Regions from separate parts of the Sus scrofa genome. Here region 2 is linked to region 1. Evidence: chromatin contacts called from public HiChIP or PLAC-seq data. All regions are on one chromosome and are shown on one strand. The core of a region is the stretch at or near the end of the contact, and the rest is flanking DNA. Distances in the headings are between cores, read along the strand shown. Region 1 holds the start of KIAA1107. Region 2 holds the start of CDC7 (cell division cycle 7-related protein kinase).

Region 1 (5,380 bases), core at 2,246-4,745:
TGGCTCTGGCGTAGACTGGCGGCTACAGCTCTGATTAGACCCCTAGCCTGGGAACCTCCATATGCCATGGGAAGTGGCCGTAGAAAAGGCAAAAAGACATAAATAAATAAATAAATAAGTAAAAATTAAAAAAATAAAAACAACTTCCATTTACCGCAAGTCTAAGGGATAGAGGAACGTGGTCAGGGATGCTCCCAGGGGAAAATTAGAAGGTGGCACATACTCTGTAGGTGAAATCTGTCAGGCTTCTGCTCCAATGTCAGTGTCATGAGGGAAGATACAGGAGAGGGAACCGCTCTAGATCAGAAGAGACTCAGGAGATCTAAGAACCAAGTTTTACAATAGGATACATGGTAAACAATCACTGTCAATTTATAAGGAATATGTCAGGTAAGAAAATGTACAGATTTTTTTAGCCATGTGGACTGAGGTACGTAGGAGTCAAATGAAATGATGTCTGGGGCTTTAAATTTTTTTCGAAGGAAAGGAAGAAAGAGTGAAGAGGAAGGAAAGGAAAGGAAACTTGATGTGGCATATATGCCCAAATCTTGATAATTGTCGCATTTTGGTAATGGGTATATTAGGGTTCATTGCACATCTCTTTACATCTTTGCATGTTTGAAACGTTTCATATGAAAACATTTTTATTTTATTGTATTGTATTGGCTACCCCTGTGGCATGTGGCAGTGCCTGGGCCAGGGATCGAACCGGAGCCACAGCAGCAACTCAAGCTGCTGCAGTGACAACGCTGAAACCTCAACTCACTGTGCCACAAAAGAACTCTGACGAAAACATTTTTACTGTATTTATCAATTTAGGGCCACACTCACAGCATATGGAAGTTCCCAGGCTAGGGGTCGAATTGGAGCTGTAGCTGCCGACCTACACCACAGCCACAACAGCTTGGCTTCTGAGCCACATCTGTGACCTACACCACAGCTCGAGGCAACGCCAGATCCTTAACCCACGGAGTGAGGCCTGGGATTGAACACACATCCTCATGGATTCTAGTTGGGTTTGTTTCCACTGAGCTGCAATGGGAACTCTGAAAACTTTTTTAAAGAAAGAAAAAAATACATTCAAGAAAATCACCTTTGCCATGAAACTGTAGTGCTTAGAAGAGTTCTCTGCCTTCCAAGACAGTGTTACCTAAACTTCTTTTTCACACACGAGGATCACAATTAAGGCCAACCTACAACAAAATGATGAGTTTAACAATGTTTATCTTCAGAGCTCCTGTTGCTAGTTCCTCAGGACTTTCTAGCTTTCGTTATCTTAAAGTGAAGAGGAGTTCCCGTTGTGGCGCAGTGGTTAACGAATCCGACTAGGAACCATGAGGTTGCGGGTTCGGTCCCTGCCCTTGCTCAGTGGGTTAACGATCTGGCGTTGCCGTGAGCTGTGGTGTAGGTTGCAGACGCGGCTCGGATCCCGCGTTGCTGTGGCTCTGGCGTAGGCCGGTGGCTACAGCTCCGATTCAACCCCTAGCCTGGGAACCTCCATATGCTGCGGGAGCGGCCCAAGAAATAGCAAAAAGACAAAAAAAAAAAAAAAAACAACCAAAAAACCCACAAAACTCTAATGGTGGAACGATAAGGACCATTAACATTATTTTTCTTGGTTTTTTTTTTTTTTTTTTGTCTTTTGTTGTTGTTGTTGTTGCTATTTCTTGGGCCGCTCCCGCGGTATATGGAGGTTCCCAGGCTAGGGGTCCAGTCGGAGCTGTAGCCACCGGCCTACGCCAGAGCCACAGCAACGCGGGATCCGAGCTGCGTCTGCAACCTACACCACAGCAAATGGCAACGCCGGATCCTTAACCCACTGAGCAAGGGCAGGGACTGACCTCATGGTTCCTAGTCGGATTCGTTAACCACTGCGCCACGACGGGAACTCCTTGTTTTTTAAGACAGTATTTTTTCCTTAATTACTTCACCTAGATGTCTATACCACTTAAGGCAGTTTAAGAGAATTAAATTCACACGGGCCAGAAACCATCTGTCATCCATTCCCAACCAGAAGAGGAGCCTAATTTCTTCTTCACCAGGTGCTGAAGGGGCATGGTAGAAATCTTACAGGACCTTGAAGGGAAAGAATCTGGTGCTGAACTGCCTGGGTTTTAATACCGAGACCATCACCTACTGGCCGGGGGACCTTGACCAGATTACTTACCCCCTCATGCCTCAACTTCCTCATCTGTAATTGGGCCCATAGTAGAACCTACCTAAATGGTGGTTATGAGGATTGAGTTAATACTTAGAAAGCAGGTAGATCAGTTTTCTCGCCTAAAAAAACTCTCAATAAATATTAACTCGTGTTATTTCTGACATTCCTCTATTCTACAGGATTAATTAAGAATCAGTTATCCATCATATTTTTTAGAATTAAGGTGTCTGAGAAATTGAGGTCATTATTTGGAGAAATGGCTACTCTTGGCCAATCTTAGGGTACAAGATCCACATATTTTCCAAGCAATTAGCACGTGTTTGTTTCCTTGTGCAGAGCTTCTGAATGAAGCCGAGTAACCGAGCCTTCTTCCTTTGGAAGAAGTCATCAAATACAAAAATACCAAAAGACTTTTAAAGTGATTTTTCTCCATCTCTTTTCTTCATGTTAACATATTCGAAATTCTATGGCTCATCAATCCACCCACTTTCCTGCTCAATTGAAGGCTCTGCCCGTACAATCCAACTTCCTTTCTTCCTCCTCATAAATTTTATAGCTTTATATGCAAGCTCTGGAGTATCATTGACACTTCTCAGCTAAAGTTCAGGACCAGTTCCTGGATTAGAAGGAGAAGGAATCTTTTAGATGCTGTATACACCCTTTGCAGGGGACTTAGGAGTGTTGTGACCTCTGCTGATTTTTACGAAGTTCTTCCCCATTCCTCACAATCCCAATTTTTTCTTTCTTTTTTTTTTTTTTTTTTTTTTTTTTTTTTTTTTTGGTCTTTTATTCAGGCTCGCACCTGTGGATACGGAAGTTCCCAGGACCGGGATGGAACGCAAGCTGCAGCTCCCGGCCTACACCACAGCCAAACAGGGCGGGATCCAAGGGGTGTCTTGACTTAAGCGGCAGCTCATGGCAACCCGGGATCCTTAACCCACTGAGCGATGCCAGCGATGGAATCCCGGGCCTCCTGGATGCTCGTGGGATTAGGTGGTGCTGAGCCACAGTGGGAACTCCCACAATCCCAATTTTTCTTGCCCAAAGCAAGTTAAGGAGAGAGTGTGACACGTCTAGGGCACCTGTCTCTCTGGGGAAGAAAAGCGCTGGCATCCCAGGACGACAAGGTGTGGGAAGGCTGCACAGGTGGAGCTGAACTAGGCTCTCAATGAAGCATAAGTGGAGATGAGCGCTCAGCCAGAGGGCCCCGGATCCAGAGCCGACCCGGCGGGTCCCAGCGGGCAGCTCGCTCCCCGGGCGGCAGGGGGCGGAGCGCCTGCGGCGGAGGTAAACAGAGCCAGCACGCCTGCGCACCGCCGCCGGGTCACGTGGGCGCGGGCCGGCCCCCGAGCTTCCCCGGGGCTGCGGGCCGGCGGCTGCGGAGGGCCGGCCACCCCCTGGCGGGAGGCGAGGGGGCGGGTTCGGGTTGGAGCCGAGCGTCCGGTCGGAAACGCCCCCTCGTCCCAGAGGCGGGGAAGGGCGGCCGGGCGCGGGGCCCCGCGGGCGCCGCCGCGCCGGGTGGGACATGGCCCGCTGTGGGGAGGGTGGCGCGGCCCCCGTGGTGCCCCCGGGGTCCCCCGGAGTTGGCAGGAAGGGGCCCTGCGAGCGGCGCCGGCTGAAGGCGGCGGTGGCGGAGCAGCTCAGCCAGGACCTGCTCAGGTAGGAGGAGGCGGGAACTCCGGGGCCGCAGGCGCCCACCTCCGCCCCAGAAGCTGCGGCTCCCGCGCCGCTTCTCCATCCCTCCCCTTCCCCCGATTCCTCCCAGCAAAGCGGGCTCGCTCGCCCCGTGTCACCGACCCGGGGCACCTCGGAGAGCACACACCGGATTCACAAAGACAGCGGGCACGCCTCTCTAGCTCTGTGCAGCACCGGCGTTTGCCAGAACACTCCATCGCGGGCAGGCTTGGGTCTTGGAAGACTTTCGCTCCTGTCGAGATGGATTCAGGTTTCGTGGTCTTGAAACGTACACAGTTGTTAAACACAACTAAGAAACATGGTAAAAGTAGAAGAGGGAGTGAATGTCTGCTTAGAATGAGTGAAAAATGAACAAATTCCTGGAACGTTGGAGGTCTCTGCTGAGCTCTCTTTGAACGATTTAGCAGGAGTGCCTACATGGAAATCTTTGCTGATTGCAACCTGGCTTCCCCTCTCCTAGACTCCTCCGCCACCCCCAGCAGCCACAGCAACTCCCAGCTCCCATGAGGACTCGGGCAAATGGAGGGTTGTTGTGAAGTTTAACTCAAAATTGTGGTGAATAAAATGAAGCTTAGGAATATTCCCTAGCTGGTTTCCATTTCCACCAAAATATTGGCACTTGAACTTTAGGGTTCATCAGAATCAGGAAGAGGGCTTAGGTTTCCTGGGGCCCAGAGGACAGTTTTGATAACAGCTAGTCTGAGATGGGGCCTGAGATGTTTGCATTTCTGGCAGGGGCCCAGGGGATGCTGATGCTGCTGGCCTGGGTCACCCTTTGAGGACTACTGAACTCATGTAAACATAATGACACTTCATCACTAAGGGTTATGCAGTATTCCACCTTTAGAAAGTGCTTAGTGTTCCCCACCCTTAAGGCTCCAGCAGCTGTAAACTGAACTTTATAAAGTAAAAAAAAAAAAAAATTCCTTTTACTTTGAGCCTATCTGTCAATGAGAGAGTCTGCTTTGTGTCCTCCACTGTGGAATTGACGTAAAAAAATAAGTGAGGTTCTGTTTCTAGGATGAGTCTCTAAGGATGAGACGCTCCTTTTCAGTGGCTCTATTCTTCTGGCTAATTGTGAACCTTGAAATGTTATGAATTTAAGAAAGATAATACATCTAATTTATATAAAGAAAATGAGGTTAACAGTAGAGCCTGTGAGCCGTTTATCCTCATCCTAGCAGCAATTAGGGATAGGATCCTGAACGCCCAAGTTCTTGTTAGAAGCAAAAGGTATTTTGTTTGTTCATTTTTAAACAACAAAAATTTCATATGCGCACCCAGCCACCTTAAAATTCTAGGCTGAATTAACCTTCTTCAACCACAGCAATATCATTGATTTAGTCTACAAATATTATTGTTATGTTTTCGTCTTTTTAGGGTTGCACCCACGGCATATGGCGGTTCCCAGGCTAGGGGTCTAATCTGAGCGGTAGCCGCTGGCCTACACCACAGCCACAGCAACTCGGGGTGGGGATGGGATCTGAGTGGTGTTTGCGACCCACACCACAGCTTCTACACCAC
Region 2 (6,000 bases), core at 3,420-5,919, 510 kb before region 1:
CTTGGATAGGAGGGCAGCATCTAGTTTAGCTGCTAGAATGTATGTCCCTCAATGCCTCACTATTCCAACGTAAGACTAAACTTAAACATTATCCACCTGCCTCAATAGAGCTGGACCCTGAGGGTAGCTGTGGGGTTAGAACCATTTACCCAGTTCTCTCTCAACTATCCACTCGGTTTTTTTTACAACAAATAGGCCTATGTGAGGGGACAGCGAGCCAAAGAGAAAATAGTGCCACTGGCTCTTAGCCCCCTTTTGTGAGCCCGCACCTGTATTTAGGGCATATATGTTCTGTCTGTTCATACTTCCCCACCACGGACCTCAGAGCAGCATTCTCTCTGGTTTTAGGTTTTTTTCTCACCGTGCTGTGTTAGTGACCCTTCCTGGACTGCGACTTTGACGGCTGCGGACTCTCATCTTCAAGGGGGAGCAAAAGAGGGGCAGCATTAAGTCTCAATCCATCACCCAGACAAACAGGATACACATAGAAACTTTCCTCCTGTGTCCAGGGTTCAGGCTGACCCCTCTCCGCCCCTACTTTCCACAGGTCCGCACTGCTCCCTAATCCACCTCTCACTGAAATGGCTACATCTTCAAGAAGGGGTGTCTTTTTCACGGGCTCATTGGTTCCTACATCCACTCGTGAGAACCACTGAGCGAGTTATTATTTTGCTTCAACTGTTTTCCCTGCAAAGGAGACCACACTTGGTGACACTAGAAACAACATTTTTGTGGTCACATCAGCAAGGCTGAGAACAGGGTTGTTGCTTTGGCTTTCGGGGAAACCTTTTAGTTTATAAACACACTAGATGCTCTTCTCCTTTCAAACTCTCTCAAGGAGAAATAAACAGAAACAAAATCAAAAGGGCTTGTATGTGGCAAAGAGCCTCATGTAGGAATAAACTCCTTTTGAAGCTTTTTCCCAAAAGAGACTGCCAGATCATGGAGTTCAAGTTCTCATTCTCGCTCACTTGCTCGTTAGACGTTTATTGAAAAGGTCACCAAGCTTATAGAGTCTTCCTCCTCTGGTTTATTTTCTACACCCTCACCTAAGTGATCTTAATAAAACTCAAGTCTATTTCTCTCTGTCCCGCAGTGAATACTTTGCTAGCTCCTATCACCCTCGGTTTGGGACCAGCACACAAGGAACTTCACAATGAGGTTCCTCTTTACTCTCGAGGTTTCTCCTCCTCGTCTTTTTCTATTTGTGCTGACATAGTATCGAACAACTTGCAGTTCCCCGAACAGTCCTCGTAGAGTGCCCGGGAGAGTGTCTCTTCCTCCCACTGTCACTGGTGAACCCCTGTCTGTTTTTCAAAACCCAGGTTGGGCTTCAGTTTCGCCAGGAAAAGTTTTCTGATTCAGAGTGAATAACGCTTCTATGCACTTATTCCATTCTACGCATTCATTTATTTGATGAATTCAATAACATTTGACAAATATTTACTGGCCTACTTAATACCTAACACAGGACTTAGAATACCAGCATTGTAAGTACTGTACAAGGGAATTTCATCACCACTGTTGTCATCCTGGCTAATGCACAGAGTTTGCCATGTGCCAGGCACAGTTCTCAACAGCATCCTCTTCTTAACTCATGGACCTGGGCAAAGCCCTGTGAGGTAGACGCTATGGCCCTTGGGCAAATAGGACGCAACGGAGTCCCTGAGAGCCTAAGGAACTTGCTCATCCTCCCCTGGCCGTCCGACCTCAAGTGCATAGTCTACACAAGCTTCATCTGTAGCGTTAACAGAGTAACCAAGCCTAAGGAAGAAGATGGCCATTAACAAGCAATTATAACAAAATGTGGAAAAAGAAGGAAGACAAGATGCCATGGAAAGCTGCATCTGGAGACCTAACCTTCTCAGTGAGGGGAGGCTCCCCCGAGAAAGACGTGCTTATAGCTGGCTTTTGGTGAAGGATGAGCATGGAAACTGTCCACTTCAACCCCTAGACAGACTTCAAACTACTTAAGAGAAGAGTCCTCTCCTTAGCCATCGCCATACCACAGGACCTAGTCTACTGCTAGGCACAGTCCGTGCCAAATCACCACAATACATCCAGCAAATTTAACCACCCTCTGGAATGCTCTTATCTCTGAAATCCCAATCTTCACCACGCCACCAAACTTCTGCTACCTCTATCCTTCTAACGCAAACTTATACCTCCATTATACCAATCCTCAGTTACAGCAAGAGTTCCAATTCACTGGTCCCTGCACTTCTTATCTATTGCTTGATCCATCCATCAAGCTAATATTATCATCAATCACTTCCTAAAACCTTTCCTCTTCACTCCCAAAGATTCCGTGATGCATCAGTACAACCCCTTCCTTGTAAACATCCTCACTTGCCCCTCTCTGTGTGATCTTCATCCTTGGTGAAACCCAACGACCCCTTTCCAATCTGCATTCTCTTGACTGAAGCTTCCTTGAGAAAATAAATATAACGCTCAGCTGTCTGGACTCACTTTAAATTTACGACACGAATAGAAAATAGCCGTCCAACACTGCTGGCAGTCTCACAGTCTTTCTAGAGTTACCTTCTCACTCTCAGAAGATACTTCTGACCTCACTGAACCTCTAATGTTCCCCCCCCCTCCCACTTAAGACCTCACCTCATATTAAGAAAATGGATGAGGTCAGGTAGGAGATACCTTATTCTTCCCAACCCAAACCATTGTATCTGAATTAAATCTGGTTTTCCCTCTTGTTAAAAGAATGGGAGGCTGGATACTTTTCAAAGGCCTATTCCCCCTCCTTATGCTTTGGATCCATTCCTTCGTCTTCCTCTATAATTTCATTCCTATAGGTACTCCCTTTTCTCCAGCACCCACAACTTCTTTCTGCACGTCATCATTCTCACTATAACATAAGCATTTACCTGCCAACACAACATCAATCACAAAACACTTCCCCTGCTCTATTCTGCTCTATGTGACCAGCTGGGACCACCATCCTATTTCTCTGATCTTCCCCTCAAAGCAAAAACAAGACAAGAAATCAACCAACCGAAGAAACAAAACCTGAAGACTTGTCTCCACTTGTACACCTTTTGTTCTTCACACAGCTTAGTCATTCTGCCTCCCTGTGCCTCTGAAACTACTCTTGCCAGAGAAGCTACTGGTCCCCATGTTGCCAAATTCATTATCATTTCTACGTCCTCACCCTTTGACTTCCATGAAGCACGTGCTATAGTTGACCCTTCCTTCCAACTGCAAAACTTTCTCCTCTTGATCACTATGGCATCACCTTCTTACCTCACAGGTCACTCCTTCCCAGTCTCTCGCTGGCTCTTCTTCTTCCTCTGCCCAACTCTGAAAGAGTGGGGATACCCATAGCCCCGTTCTCTATCTATAATCTTTGATTTGATAATAGCATCTAGTCCCAAAGTTTTAAGTTTCATGCATAAACTCATAACTGCCAAATTTATGTCTCTAGCCTAGACTCTATTCCAGACCTGTTCACTTGACATTATCACTTAGCTATCTAGTAGACACCTTGGACTTGAGTACTGTCAATGCCCTCCAGCTAAAGAGCAGGAGGAACCGCAATTGAACAAGTTAGGTTTCAGTGAGAATGCACACCAGGGACAACCATATAGCATCTCAGTAAGAGGGTGTTAGAAATCTGGGTTTGTGTTACATGATTTAGGGATGGGTTCAAGGAAGAGGGACTTATTGGGAGCTGTAGGAAGGCAGGAGTAAATCTATAATTGTGTATTTTAATAAGTACTATCTAGAATGGCTGAGTGTTTACAGAGGCTAAAATTTTAATTAGTAAAGAAGCAGCAGTCGCTCCCATTAGCCAGGAGAAGAAAATGTTTGCTCATTTTTGTGGCTTGACAAAATGTTTACATTTGGTCTATATCTAGACAAGATTACAGAATGACCTTATTTCTGTCTTGATCCATCATATCGAGGTCACAGAGTGGCCCTGCCTGATGCTGGTGTTCTGTGAAACTCCCTCCCCCCAACTTACTAAGCTGATATCCTACCCTTGCACTTGATCTACCCTTGGCCAACTAGTCTCTTTCCCATTTGGCTCCCAACACGATGCCTCCTTCTGTCACGATCGCGTCCTTCCACTTTATTCCCTTCGGAGCGTTTATCAACATCTAGAAGAATGTTGTTCATTTATTTATTTATTGTCACTGTCTCACTGGAACTTGGCTTCATAAAGGGACGGCGGGGTTTTCTAGGGCGTCTTCTCCGCTGTAACCCCAGCCTCTCGAAGCCAGCCTCAGAGCCAAGGGCTCAAATATATGCTGACTGACCAAGTGGCAGTGAGAATGTCACTGGGCTTGTTTCTTTGAATACAGCCACAAACAACTAGCAATTGCCTTTGTTTGTTGGTTTGTTTGTTTTGAACGGACAGGTGGGGGCATTCCACCAAAAGAAGTGAAAGCTGGGAGTCGAGAAAGTGAACGTCTTTTATCCGGAGGGTCCAAAGTCTCTCTAGGTGAGAATGAGACTCTGCTGTCTCTGACTTACTCTCTTTCCTCCGAGTGCTGTTAGATCCTTAACCTTAGGGGTCACCGTTTTCCAGCGAAGGATCACTCCCCGGCTCTCCATCAGCAACCGTTCCTGGACCAGCCTCCGCCTTGGGGCAGGAACCCACCCCCTGCGCAGGCGCTCGGCGCAGAAACCGCGGCGCGCCGGCTTCACACTGCGCATGTGCGACTCGAGGCGGCGAGGCGGGAAGCGCTGCGCAGGCGCGGTTGGCCGGCTGGCTAGGTGGGCGCTCTTGGAAGCGGCAACCTAGGCTTCTGGGGAGCCACGGAAGTCGTATTCCTTTAAACCGTGAGTTTCCGACGGTTTGTCCCATGGCGCGGGCTCGTGAGGGATTAGAAACGAGTTCTGGATCGTGACTTCCATTTTGTCGCAGCGCAGTGCCCCCCCCCCGACTTTTCGGACCCCTTTGACCTGCGGCGGGAAAGTCGTGCGCCTGCGCACTCAGCGTCCCGTGCGGTCTCGGGTTTGCGGGCACCGGGTCTCCCCCCGCGCAGCGCGCGACCCGCGCTGCCGGAAGGATCCCATTCATGCCCGCTTCCCCGCCGGGCGCTCGCGAGCAAGGTCGTGTCAGTTCTCCACCAACTTGCGTGGGGCCTTGGACGGACCCCCGGCGCCCCCTCTCAGTGGTCGGGCGCTCTCCTCTGCCAGCCTCTCCCTCGGCTCGAACCGCTGTCCCCACTAAGGCTTCCCCGACCCGGGTCGCAGCCTCTGCAGCCCCCGGCGCCCCCGTCCCACCGTCGCCGGGCGGTTTTCCCTTCGGCCCCCTGCTGGTTTTTTCTGCGATGTGAAAGTAAAGCCAATGGAATCCTTAGAAATGGCTCAAGTTTCCCCTTCCTTGGGGAATTTTGACCTACGGTGCGTTTTTAAATGTTTGCCCCTTGGGGGACAGTAGCACTTTTTAGTGTTTAGTTCACTGAGTGATATAAACTTCTCACCTGCTCCAGAATTCTGATTTTCACAGCTGCTTTGCTCCCCCTGTGGACATGACCCCTTAGCTGGCATTTTGCACCCCACTTGCTTTGTGATGGAGGCGTCTCTGGGGGTTCAGATGGATGAACCAATGGCTTTTTCTCCTCTGCATGGCCGCTTTCAGGCGGATGGCTCATTAAAAAAACATGAGCAGAATTTTAAACTACCAGGTATGTGTTTATTTCCAAAGATGTACAGGCAACAATTCTGTAATTTCTATTATTAAAAAACAAACACAAGGCCCAGAACACTTCCTGAAATTTCAAGTGACTTGTGTATTTAAATAGGAGCAGTTTATGAATCAGTAAAACTTTCTAAGGTCTAGTTTGGGAATTGGATTGCATTTTGGGAGGATTGTCGTCTAACCATACCATTTTACAGATGAAGTTGCTAGTCTAAATATTCCTGGTTGTCAAAGAACACAAAGTTTGTTGATACTCGACGGGAATTTCTCTTCTAGAATTTCTACCACTATATTGCATTAAGCTTGGATTTAGCAATTGACGTTGGTGGGATTTT

The links. HiChIP or PLAC-seq counts read pairs in DNA pulled down with a chosen protein or histone mark.
Region 2: an H3K27ac HiChIP or PLAC-seq map of skeletal muscle shows a contact between it and region 1, with 4 times the contacts expected there. The contact joins the promoter of CDC7 here to the promoter of KIAA1107 in region 1. A contact is called at or near these places in 1 of 47 Hi-C or Micro-C datasets (heart right ventricle) and 1 of 2 datasets of contacts at active chromatin or transcription factors (skeletal muscle).

What each region holds. Positions count from the first base shown.
Region 1 is chr4:124,948,535-124,953,914 of Sscrofa11.1, reverse strand. It overlaps KIAA1107, which reads left to right and starts at 3,495. Exons shown (of 17, transcript XM_021090241.1): 1 at 3,495-3,820. The coding sequence starts at 3,687.
Region 2 is chr4:125,458,036-125,464,035 of Sscrofa11.1, reverse strand. It overlaps CDC7 (cell division cycle 7-related protein kinase), which reads left to right and starts at 4,669. Exons shown (of 12, transcript XM_013997381.2): 1 at 4,669-4,800; 2 at 5,457-5,651. The coding sequence starts at 5,537. LOC106510230 (a long non-coding RNA gene) reads right to left here and starts at 4,643. Exons shown (of 5, transcript XR_002343622.1): 1 at 4,492-4,643.